Linked DNA regions of Mus musculus: region 2 is linked to region 1. Evidence: chromatin contacts called from public HiChIP or PLAC-seq data. All regions are on one chromosome and are shown on one strand. The core of a region is the stretch at or near the end of the contact, and the rest is flanking DNA. Distances in the headings are between cores, read along the strand shown. Region 1 has its middle 94 kb from the start of Gm33609. Region 2 holds the start of Cfap299 (cilia and flagella associated protein 299).

What was found. HiChIP or PLAC-seq counts read pairs in DNA pulled down with a chosen protein or histone mark.
Region 2: a contact with region 1 is called in an H3K27ac HiChIP or PLAC-seq map of embryonic stem cells, with 7 times the contacts expected there. The contact joins the promoter of Cfap299 here to the enhancer-like site in region 1. A contact is called at or near these places in 9 of 39 promoter capture datasets (the 3T3-L1 cell line, 3T3-L1-derived adipocytes, the C10 cell line and 5 more) and 3 of 115 datasets of contacts at active chromatin or transcription factors (differentiating embryonic stem cells, embryonic stem cells and stem cell-derived neural progenitor cells).

What each region holds. Positions count from the first base shown.
Region 1 is chr5:97,223,511-97,228,679 of GRCm38.p6, forward strand. No RefSeq gene overlaps it. Among named protein-coding and RNA genes, the nearest start is that of Gm33609, 94 kb to the left of the region's middle. Within about 2 kb of position 3,066, at least 5 of the 459 cell types and tissues checked have an H3K27ac peak or open chromatin away from gene starts, as enhancers often do. A contact at or near this core is called in differentiating embryonic stem cells and embryonic stem cells, where this site is marked.
Region 2 is chr5:98,326,760-98,331,928 of GRCm38.p6, forward strand. It overlaps Cfap299 (cilia and flagella associated protein 299), which reads left to right and starts at 2,545. Exons shown (of 6, transcript NM_001024614.1): 1 at 2,545-2,705. The coding sequence starts at 2,595.

The DNA of each region.
Region 1 (5,169 bases), core at 1,816-4,315:
AGTGTGATCGTGAAAATTAATGTTCTTGTTCATTGTTTGAAATACATTTTTAATACACACGAATTTCATTGAAATTCACCGTTGTGTAGATGGCTGTGCCTATGGAAGCCTAGGGAGCATGCTTCTGTAATGATCCACTGAGAAGATTTTTCCTCGGGGCTGTGTCTGTGTAGGTATTGGATCGTCAGTAACACTGTGATGGGTGGAGAAGGTGAGAGTCTGCCTACTAAGTTACAAGTTCAGGAGACCTGAAACTACATGCATTCTTAGGTTTTACACCTACCAAGCCTTTAATAAGGAGTATGAAAAGTATCTTCTCAGTGCCTCATTACAGAAAATAACCACAGGAGGCAGAGGGAGGAAGGGACCTGGGTGGGAGAGAGTAGGGGGAGGGGAAAGGGACAGGATCAGGTATGGGGGAGACAGGAGAAAAGTCCATTTGGCCTTAAGAATGAATAGAAATAGGTAGCTATGGCAGGTGGGGGAGGGGGGAACCTCTAGCAAGTCCCAGAGACACAGGATGTGAGAGGCTCCCAGGACTCAATGGGGGTGACCTTAGCCAAAATGCTCAACAGTGGGGAGAAGAAACTTGAAGAGACCACCTTCAGTAGATAGACAGGTTCCCAGTGGAGGGAATGGGGCCACCCACGTATCTTCAAATAATTTGCCCCAGAAATGTTCCTGTCTAAAAGAAAAGCAGTGACAAGAGTGGAACAGAGACTGAAGGAAAGGCCAACCAGTGACTGGCCCAACTTGGGATCCATCCCATTGGTGGGCACCAATCCCTGACATTTCTGATGCCATGTTGTGCTTGCAGACAGGAACCTAGCATGACTGACCTCTGAGAGGCTCTACCAGCAGATACTCACAGTCAACAACTGGACTGAGGTCAGGGACCCTATGGAAGAGTTAGGGGAGGGATCGAAGGAGCTGAAGGGGATGGCAACCTCATAGGAAGAACAATAGCATCAACTAACTGGACCACCCAGAGCTCCCAGAGACCAAGCCACCAACTAAAGAGCATACATGGGCTAGTTCCTGCCCCTGACACATATGTAGCAGAGGACTGCATTGTCTGGCCTCAGTGGGAGAGGGTGTGCCTAATCCTGCAGAGACTTGATGCCCCAGGGGAGGGGGATGATGGGGGGGTGAGATGGGGAGAAGTAGGTGAATAAGGGGAGAAGGTATGAGATGAAGATCTCTGGGAGGGCAGACCGGGAAGCAGGGGACAACATTCAAAATGTAAATAAATAAAATAATTTAATAAAAAATAAAATAAAAAAAAGATAGAAAACAAACAAACAAACAAAGGGTAACTGGCAGGAATTTACCTGAACAGAGTTTGAAATCAAGGGGCAAGGATATAATTGAGCAGAACTTGAAATCTAGGAGAAGGGTTTTCTGTTTCATTTTCTTTTTTTTGTAGATTAAACAGCATATGTTGTAAACTTAATTTGGTGTCCTGCATTCGCTCATAAAAGTGATACTTCTAGCCCACTGTACACTGGGTGTAGTAGGCCTGCTATTGTTATGACAAAACCACAACCAAAAGCAACTTGAGAATGAAAGGGCTTATTTTTCTGTAGGCCCCTCCCTTTATATTCCACCACCAAGGACAGTCAGGACAGGAGCACAGTTAACAACCTGGAGGCAGGAACCGAAGCAGAAGCCATGGATAAGGGGTGCTGCTTCCTGGCTTCCTTCCCATGGCTTGCTCAGTTTCCTTCCTTACACACATCAGGATTAAACACCAGTCCAAAGAGGCACAACCTGGTGGTGGCCTGGGCCCTCTCATGTCAGTCATTAATAAGAAAATACCCTCCCAGACTCACCTACAAGCCAATATGATATAGACATTTTCTCTATTGAAGTCCTCCCTCCCAGATGACCCTGGCTTAGGCCATGTTGACAACAAACAAACAAACAAACAAACAATACCCTCACCCCAAAACTAACCAGCAAACTGGATATGCTCTGCTTTATTTTTCTATTGATGACTAATTGGCAATGAGGTATTCACACATGGCCACTCAATTGACCTAGTGACTTATGCCAATCGATGCCAGATGGTTGGCAAGACTAAAGATTTTACTGAATCATGTAGATGATGACTCCCTTAAGTTTTTGGTGTCCCCTGATAATCAGTATGCTAAATGAACACTGGATACACGGCAGGATTAAGAAGGAAACTAGAACCAGTTTGTCAATCAAACCTCGGACTTGATCCTGCCACTGAGATGTAACCAGGATCAGGATTCTCCTACCATACTGAGAAATGAATAATGATTTCTATTCTAAAATAATTGAAAGTGCATGCCTTACATATGAAAGTAATTCCTGGTTATTCCATAATATTAAACAAACAAAAAGATGCTAAAGTCATCACAGTCTAGCAATCCTTAGTTAATCATTTTATGTAGGTAATTGATTAGTCAATACTTAAGATAATAGTAATTTTATGTAAGCCATTAAGAAGAGGAAGTTGAACCTTAGGATTTTTAAAGTAAAACACACTTTATAACTTCAATACTCATAACTAAACGAGCTTAAGGCTGAGACAGGATGTGTGAATACATATTGTAACCTATAATAAACCACAAAATATGCACGATAAATACAAAAAAGTAAGATGACATATTAAAGTGATAGCACCGAGAGCTACTGTGGGTGTAAGTGGAAAAGGAAAACAAACAACAATAAGACCAGTGATCAATATTGATATAATAGGAAAAACAGAACAGTGAAAGATTAGAAAAGGTTACACTAGAGATGGGGCAGGGTGATGACGGGGCTCTGGTCACAGGTAGAATAAAGAGAAGTGAAGAGATCCAATTAAATAATTGAAAACAATCTTGGCTTTCAGGAGGCTGAGGCAGGGCAATCCCCCAAAGCAAACCAGCTTTTATTCCTTGGGAAAACTTAACAAAAGGAACATGAAGATGAAAAGAAAAGAGGAGAGGTTGGGGTGGGCAAAAGGGGGACAGACAATCAGGCATCACATCACAGAGTAGGAAAGCTGGCCTGATGAGTAGGCGCCATTATTAGGTAAAGGAGCAGTGGGTGTGAGAGAAGTGAGAGGTGCTGGGAGCAGAGATCTGAATGTGGCTTCTCCTTGCTTGCTGGTGCTGCCCTTGACTCTCAGCATGCATTCTTGAGCTCCCAGCTGCGTGTTCTATTGTATAGATAGGCCCTTAATTTGGTTATGAATTCTGTTCCTTCCAAGCTTCCTCAAGGTTAGTGGTTAGTGTGTGCCTGAAACCTCTGTCCTGGCATGACCAGGGTTCAACTTTACTAAACACTATGTGGTTCTGACACTACGGTTTTTTTTGTTTTGTTTTGTTGTTTTGTTTTGTTTTTTGTTGTTGTTGTTGTTTTGTTTCTTCCTGCAGGAAGTCCAATCTTAAGTGTATAGTCCACATAGGATGCTTGTTCTGAGTTTTTCTAAGTGTGTGCAATTCATGAGAGTGTGGGGTACCTGAGCCACCAACTCAGCAGCTCAGTAGGTATATTTTAAGAAAGGATATTTAGGGGCTGAACCGAGGTTAAGAGTATATATTCCTCTTGCAGAGGAACTTACTTTGTGTCCCAGCACCCACATAGATGGCTTACTACTGTTCGTAATACCAGCTCTTGGGGGAAAAAATCAATGTCTCTGGCCTCTGTAGGCATCCATACTTATGTGTATATATCCATAAGAATACATACACACACACAGACACACACACACACACATACATACCTCTTAAAAATGACATTGACTGAGTGCCTGGTTTGCTTTGTACTTCTGCCAGTGCTGTTGTAGTGTTTCTTTGCCTTTTATTCTTCTTTTCTTTAAAATTTCTATAAATCTTAGGGAAATAATACCATTATTCCCTTGTTTTTTTCCAGATATCCTTGGAATTATTTTATCTTCCTTCCTTTTTCCTTTTTTTATATTGACTTTCCATCTCTGTCTCCAGTTAAAGTGGCCTCACCACCAATTTTACCCATCTTTTTGTTAAAATCATGTATATCCTGCTATTTCCCTCTCCATATAAGTCTATGTATATACATATATTACTATACGTTTACACAAAAAAAATCCCACTTGGGTTTACAATGCTTCCCCCAAGAGCCTTAGACTATCTAATAAAACCTCCAAAGAGAGAAGCCCTTTGCATGAGAAAACCCCCTTTGAATTGTTTATCAGAGACTCCCAAAACAATATAGGCTATTGCTGCTGTTGCCCTTGGTTGCCTTCCAGAGGTTGAAAAGTAGGTCTCTGTCACTGAAGACACCATGCTATAAGACCTGGAGAACCTGAACGGGGTCTGACTCAAAGCCCTTTTCCTAAGGACTAGCCTCCATAAGGGGTGATACACAAGCTGCAGTGGGATGGAAGTAATATTTCTACCCAGCTATGAGCTACAATGATGACTGGCATGGTAATGACAACCCTAAGTGTCATTTATATCTTGATGGTAACTAACATCTCTCTGATTGGACATAAGGGCAACTCAATAGGGAAGAAATCTTATCTGGAAATGGAAACCTAGCCATCTTTCTGGAGCTAGGCAGGTCATGGATTTTTAGAAAAGAACCTATCACTACCAGTTTATAAGTCATCATAAAATCTAACTGTATTAACATTTACCCCATGTCCACAGATAAATGGAGCTCTCACTCATTGTAAATGTATCTTTTTAACAGATGGAGACCATTACAGAAAATTGTAAATAGTCAAAATGCAGAGAGCAAGGGTGGTTGGGAGGCACTCCCTGTCAATGGATCTACAACACAGCTCCTGCCCATGAGGCTCAGGGAACATCATGGAAGAGCAGGAGGAAAGATTTTAGGAGCCAGAGGGCTGTGAAATCTGATGTGAGATTGGATGTTCCATAAATGAAAGAGAAGCTTCATCCATGATATCTCAATCATGTGGCTACCTAAACAAGGACACCAACAGACATGCTAACACAGAAGGGGGAAATCTAATAGGGCCCAACCCAGACACAAAGAATTACAGGCAACTCAAGAGTGTTGTGATCAGGACAGTTCACCTTGGAAAAATAGTCTTCCCTATAGATGAGTCCTCTATTTGATTATTCAATACCAAGTGTTCTGTGCTGGAAATATATACATACAAGTAATGTTAAATGTACTGAGAAGGTAGTGTGTATATATACACAC
Region 2 (5,169 bases), core at 1,295-3,794, 1.1 Mb after region 1:
GCATGTATTTTCTTATTCTTCCATATGTCTCTTCTCTCTTACACCCTGCAGTTTGTTGTGAAATATATATTCCCCATCTTTTGGCAAAGAATAGAATTTCTGGGATCGGTGCTAAATTCCTGGATTCAATGTTTAAAAGTCCCAGACTTGAAGAAGGAATTTATGGTTTCCAAAATAAAGTATTTCTTCGTCATAACAAAGGCCTCACCATAGAAAAGAGACTTGCTTAATCTTACATATTTCATGGTTGCCATTCCTTCTTGGCATTTTTCAGGCTCAGGTCTAAAGTGTTTCTGAACCCAAAGTGAAAATCTAGAAGACTTGTGTTGTTGGGCTTACTGTAATTTTAACCTTTCTGTGTAGAATGGTCTAAATTTATAAATTTCTTTCACTATTAACAAAGACACTGCTCTGTTAAAAGTGTTTGGGCAGCATTAGAGTCCTTGATTGGAAATACCTTTAAGTTGTTTAAATTTCTATGCTTTCAAGATCATTTCACCAAAGAGCTTCTGACCGTGCGGTTTCTGTCTGCGTGGTCAGTTTAATGAAGCATCCCTAAAAAACGTACAACTGCAATGGATCATGCTAGAACAATGAAGGTAGAAATCGTCCTTGATATCAGAGTGCCACAGGGTCAGGAATTCCAACATTCCTTAGCTGTTTTATGATTTCAAGAGGACGATAAAACCTTGGTGTGGGAGGATGGCAGAAACAGCGGTAACACATGTAAGCACAGCCCAGCACCCCCTAGACGAGCAGCGTGCAGTAGTGTGAGTTCCATTCTGAAGCCATGGCCACCACAGCTTCTCCTGTTTGGGTCCACGGCTGGTCTCGTTTGAAATCTCTTTTACTACACCTTTCAACTTCAGTCAGCTTCCTCCTTCCAATCCTCTTTCCTGTGCCCCTCCCTACTGTCCACCTCTCCCTCCATCCCACACAGAACTTGCGTTTCTTGCCTCCACAGTTTGGAAGATGCGCCTACTGTTTCTAGGCTTTGTATCAATCCGTGTTCCTTACCACACGTTTATTTTTCTTTCTAATAAACAAACTTCTGTATTTGGTTTTACACAGCTCTTTATAACCTATCTTTACATCCACATGCCCCTGTGAGAGAAAAGGACTATTGTTATTTTTTGGGTTTGCTTTTTTGCACCCGACACTTTGGCCAAGTCATTTAAACTCATCCTGTCTCCATATGGAGGATAACACCAATGCTGGTTTTCTAGTGAGTTTGTTGTTGTGATTAAACGAAATAATGGAGATTGTATGGTACTTAGAACAGGGCTGGTATGTGGTAAATTCAAATCAATCACCACACGGAAGCAAGTTTCATATCCTGTGGACCCCAGCGGCAGAAACTTTTTTTTTTTTTTTTAAGCTTTCTGTTGTGTTCAACACACCCAGAATAATGCCTCTGGGACAGAGAGGGGGTGGGTGGTAAGAGAGCACATGGCTGAAAGGTCAGGGTTCTGTAGGACTGAGAAGCTGATATGAGAGGAGCTAGGAGGAGCCTGAATGTCAGCTTGGACTTGAAACCAGGTACATGAGATGCCTAGAGGCCAGCTTGCCCTTCAGAATGCTAAAAGACACAAAAGGCACTTGTCCTCAAGTTTCTTTTGGACCAGACAGTACAGAGACCTCTCCTCTCTACTTGTGATAATGTTTTAGGCCACATGAAATTTTTTCCCCTCTATGCTTGGAGTTTAGTTTCTATAGCTTTCTAGATAATTATACAATATAAATTGTTGGTAGCCTGTTTTTAAAATAAAGCTATAACTTATTGTGCAACTTGGGGTCTTAAATAGACCTGGCTTTACTTTGCCCCCCTCCCCCCCAAAAAATGGAAAAGATTCATTGCAGAATCTGATTTGATTTCTACAAATGCTGAGATGATTGTAAAGTCCCTTGGCATAACAGCAAGCATCTGTGCTTCTGGTGTGGAAACAGTTGTACAAGTCTGCTCTAATGAGAAATGTTTCAGATTCAATTTTATACTATAGTATTTTAAAGAAATGAGTAAATAGAAACACAAGTCAATATCAGCTTCTCAATGGGATATATCATTCCATGATTAGGATCCCTCCCCCCCAACCCAATTTTTTAAAGGACGTTCAAGGAGGCAAGATTTTTCAAGTAATTTTCAACTTATTGAAATTTAAATAACAAAAAGTAAAGGAACTGAAAGGCAGAAGGCAGGAGCAAAGGAGATCACTAAGGCTGCTTCGTTTGGGAAGTTTATACATTGTTCCTGGCACACAAGTAACCAACCATAACTTGCCTTTAAGTTGTAATTTATACAACTGATCACGTGCTATTTTGAAGCACCCAGCAAGACTATTTCCCCTAGATTTCCGGGATACTCTTCTGTCGAGGTTCTTACTGCAAACACTGAGCAGGCACCTTCGGACTTTGCTAAGGCTTTTACACCAAAAAAGTTGGGTTTGCCCTGCAGGGCTGACCGCTCCCAGGGGTTAGAAGCCGCCCAGGGATCCGGCTGGGGCAGGGCCAGCGCAGCGCCCTCTGCCCCGCCCCCGCAACCGGCGCGCGTCCGGCCCGCCCACACCGGTTACTAGGGACGCGTCGGTGTAGCCGCGATGGATCAGGACGAGGGGCTGACGGCCGTGGACAACATTGTCACACAGTTCAACACCTATGAAGACTTCCTGGACTCTCAGATCACTACGGTCGACCTGTACTACCTGGAGGTAAGCGCGGGTCCGTCTTGCTGGCCGCGGCGGGGCTTGGTCGCCCCCTGGCGGTGACGGCGCTCACCGCAGGCCTCTGGCTTCGAGAGACTTCTCTGCAGGCTGCAGGAGTCCCCAGCCCTCCAAACGCTGGTGCGCTGCACAGAGGCCGACTTGGTCGCTGTAAAGTAGTAACAAGGCATAAAACCAGGAGGACGCGTTGCTGTGTGCACCTGAGGGCAGGGCAGCGGGAGGTCCCGGATGCTCGAGAAGACTTAGTTGGAGGGATCTTCAAGCTCCGAGCTCCTAACTCCCAACTGCAAGTCTCACAGCCTGGGCTCAGGTTTTCAAAGGAGTCCATCTCCATATTAAGGACAAACAGAGCAAGCACCATTGGGGGCGGGGGGGGGGGGGGAGAATCAACCCTACAGAACTCTGGGAAGGACTTGAATTTGGCCAACTCCCCTCATTTCTCCTGTGCACAAGGCAGTTTATCATATAGACACCCCTCCTTTTTAAATAGGTGCCACTGTATGAAAATAATCTTAAATGAAGAAAATTTGTCCCTTTTGAAATTATCTGTTAAAATAGTTACAAAACATGATTTTTAACAGCAACAGCAGCGATATCACCAAACAACCAAGCTTTTACGTTTATTAGATGGGTAACTTAAAGTTCCATTTGTGTGTACGCACACATGCATAAAAAGTCAGTGGGCAACTTGGAATCGGTTCTGAACTTGTATTCTGTGGTGTCCAGGGAATGAACTCAAGTTTGGCAGCAAGCACCTTTTCCTTAAGCCGTCTCTCCTGCTTTTAGCCAATATTTTAAACCCACAGAAGTTGCTTTAAATCCTTGCATCTGAAATGAAGCCACTGAATTGATAATTACAATAGATGTTGCAAGAAGCTTATGTAGAAAGAAGGGGAGGTAGGAAGAGAAAGGGTGAGTCCATCTTAATTATCTGACCGGCCAGAGGATGAGGAGCGCGGTTGGCACTTGGTTGGTAGACCGGAAGTAGTGATGCGGAAGTAGTGATGCGGAAGTAGTGATGCGGAAGTAGTGATGCTCCGGAGGTTGAGGAGCGTGGTTGGCGGGACGGAAGTAGTGCGTCTCCATCCTCTGTTTCCCGTGTTCACTAAATAACGACAGAACACTAAAACAACTGCATTGCCACGGCAGCGAGTAACATTAGCTTTGCTGAACTAATTAACAACTTTTATTCTATAAGTTAGCATCATCTAATAAAACCAACCAGTTCAGTGAGTGGAGAAATGATTGACAAGCTTCAGCAAAATTGCTAAGCTATGGGTTTTAGATCCTTTTCCAGTCATCTGCCCCTCTGACTAAACACAGTCCTTCTCTTTAGTGGCTGCCTGCGGACTACCGGAAAAATAAAAATTCCAGTTGAATTTCTTTTCTCAGGTAAGGGGTGAAAGAAATATTAAAATGATTTAAAGATTTCCCTAGATAATGGATTCCAGTCATGGATAAATTAATTACAGATATAAACGACATGAAGTTTTACTCAAAATATTTTTTTTTCCAATACTGAGAACATTTTGGGCTAAGGATATAGCTCGGTAGTAGAGTGCTTGCTGGTTTGCTTGAGGCCCTAGGTTTAATCCCCAGTACACACACACACACACACACACACACACACACACACACACACACACGCAACGACACGCCAGCTAATTTTGATATGCTTTGACTAGCTCAATGGTTTGGCACTTCTAAAAGTCACCATGGCTAGTATACATTCCCCTCCCGTATTCTTGAATTAATATTTGCTAAATCCATATTTCATCTCTTCGACCACAAACCCAATCAGGAAATGGTACCTCGGGCCTTTAGGGCCCTAGGCCTTTAGGTCTGTTCTCCTTGTTCCCCCATCTCGGATTCCTTCCTCTTCCTCCTCTCTCCCTCTGCCCCTTGCCTGCACAATCTAAAAGTCCTTCCCTGACTTTCTGCCCAGCTGTAAGGCAATTCTGTTTGTTTGTTTGTTTTGGTTTGTTTTTTTTGAGACAGGGTTTCTCTGTATAGCTTTGGCTGTCCTGGAACTCACTTTGTAGACCAGGCTGGCCTTGAACTCAGAAATACGCCTGCCTCTGCCTCCCTAGTGCTGGGATTAAAGGTGTGCACCACCACGCCCCGGCTTGTAAGGCAATTCTTGGTTACCAAAGGAAGCTAGCTGGGGGCGGGGACCCTCAGGTCTGGAAGTGCGACTTTGGGAGCTGAATTAAGACAAAGCCTTAGAACCAATTCCCAACATTTTTTCAGGTGCTTCTCTGCCATTCGGTATTCCTCAGGTGAGAATTCTTTGTTCAGCTCTGAGCCCCATTTTTTAATGGGGTTATTTGATTTTCTGGAGTCCACCTTTTTGAGTTCTTTATATATATTGGATATTAGTCCCCTATCTGATTTAGGATAGGTAAAGATCCTTTCCCAATCTGTTGGTGGTCTTTTCGTCTTATTGACAGTG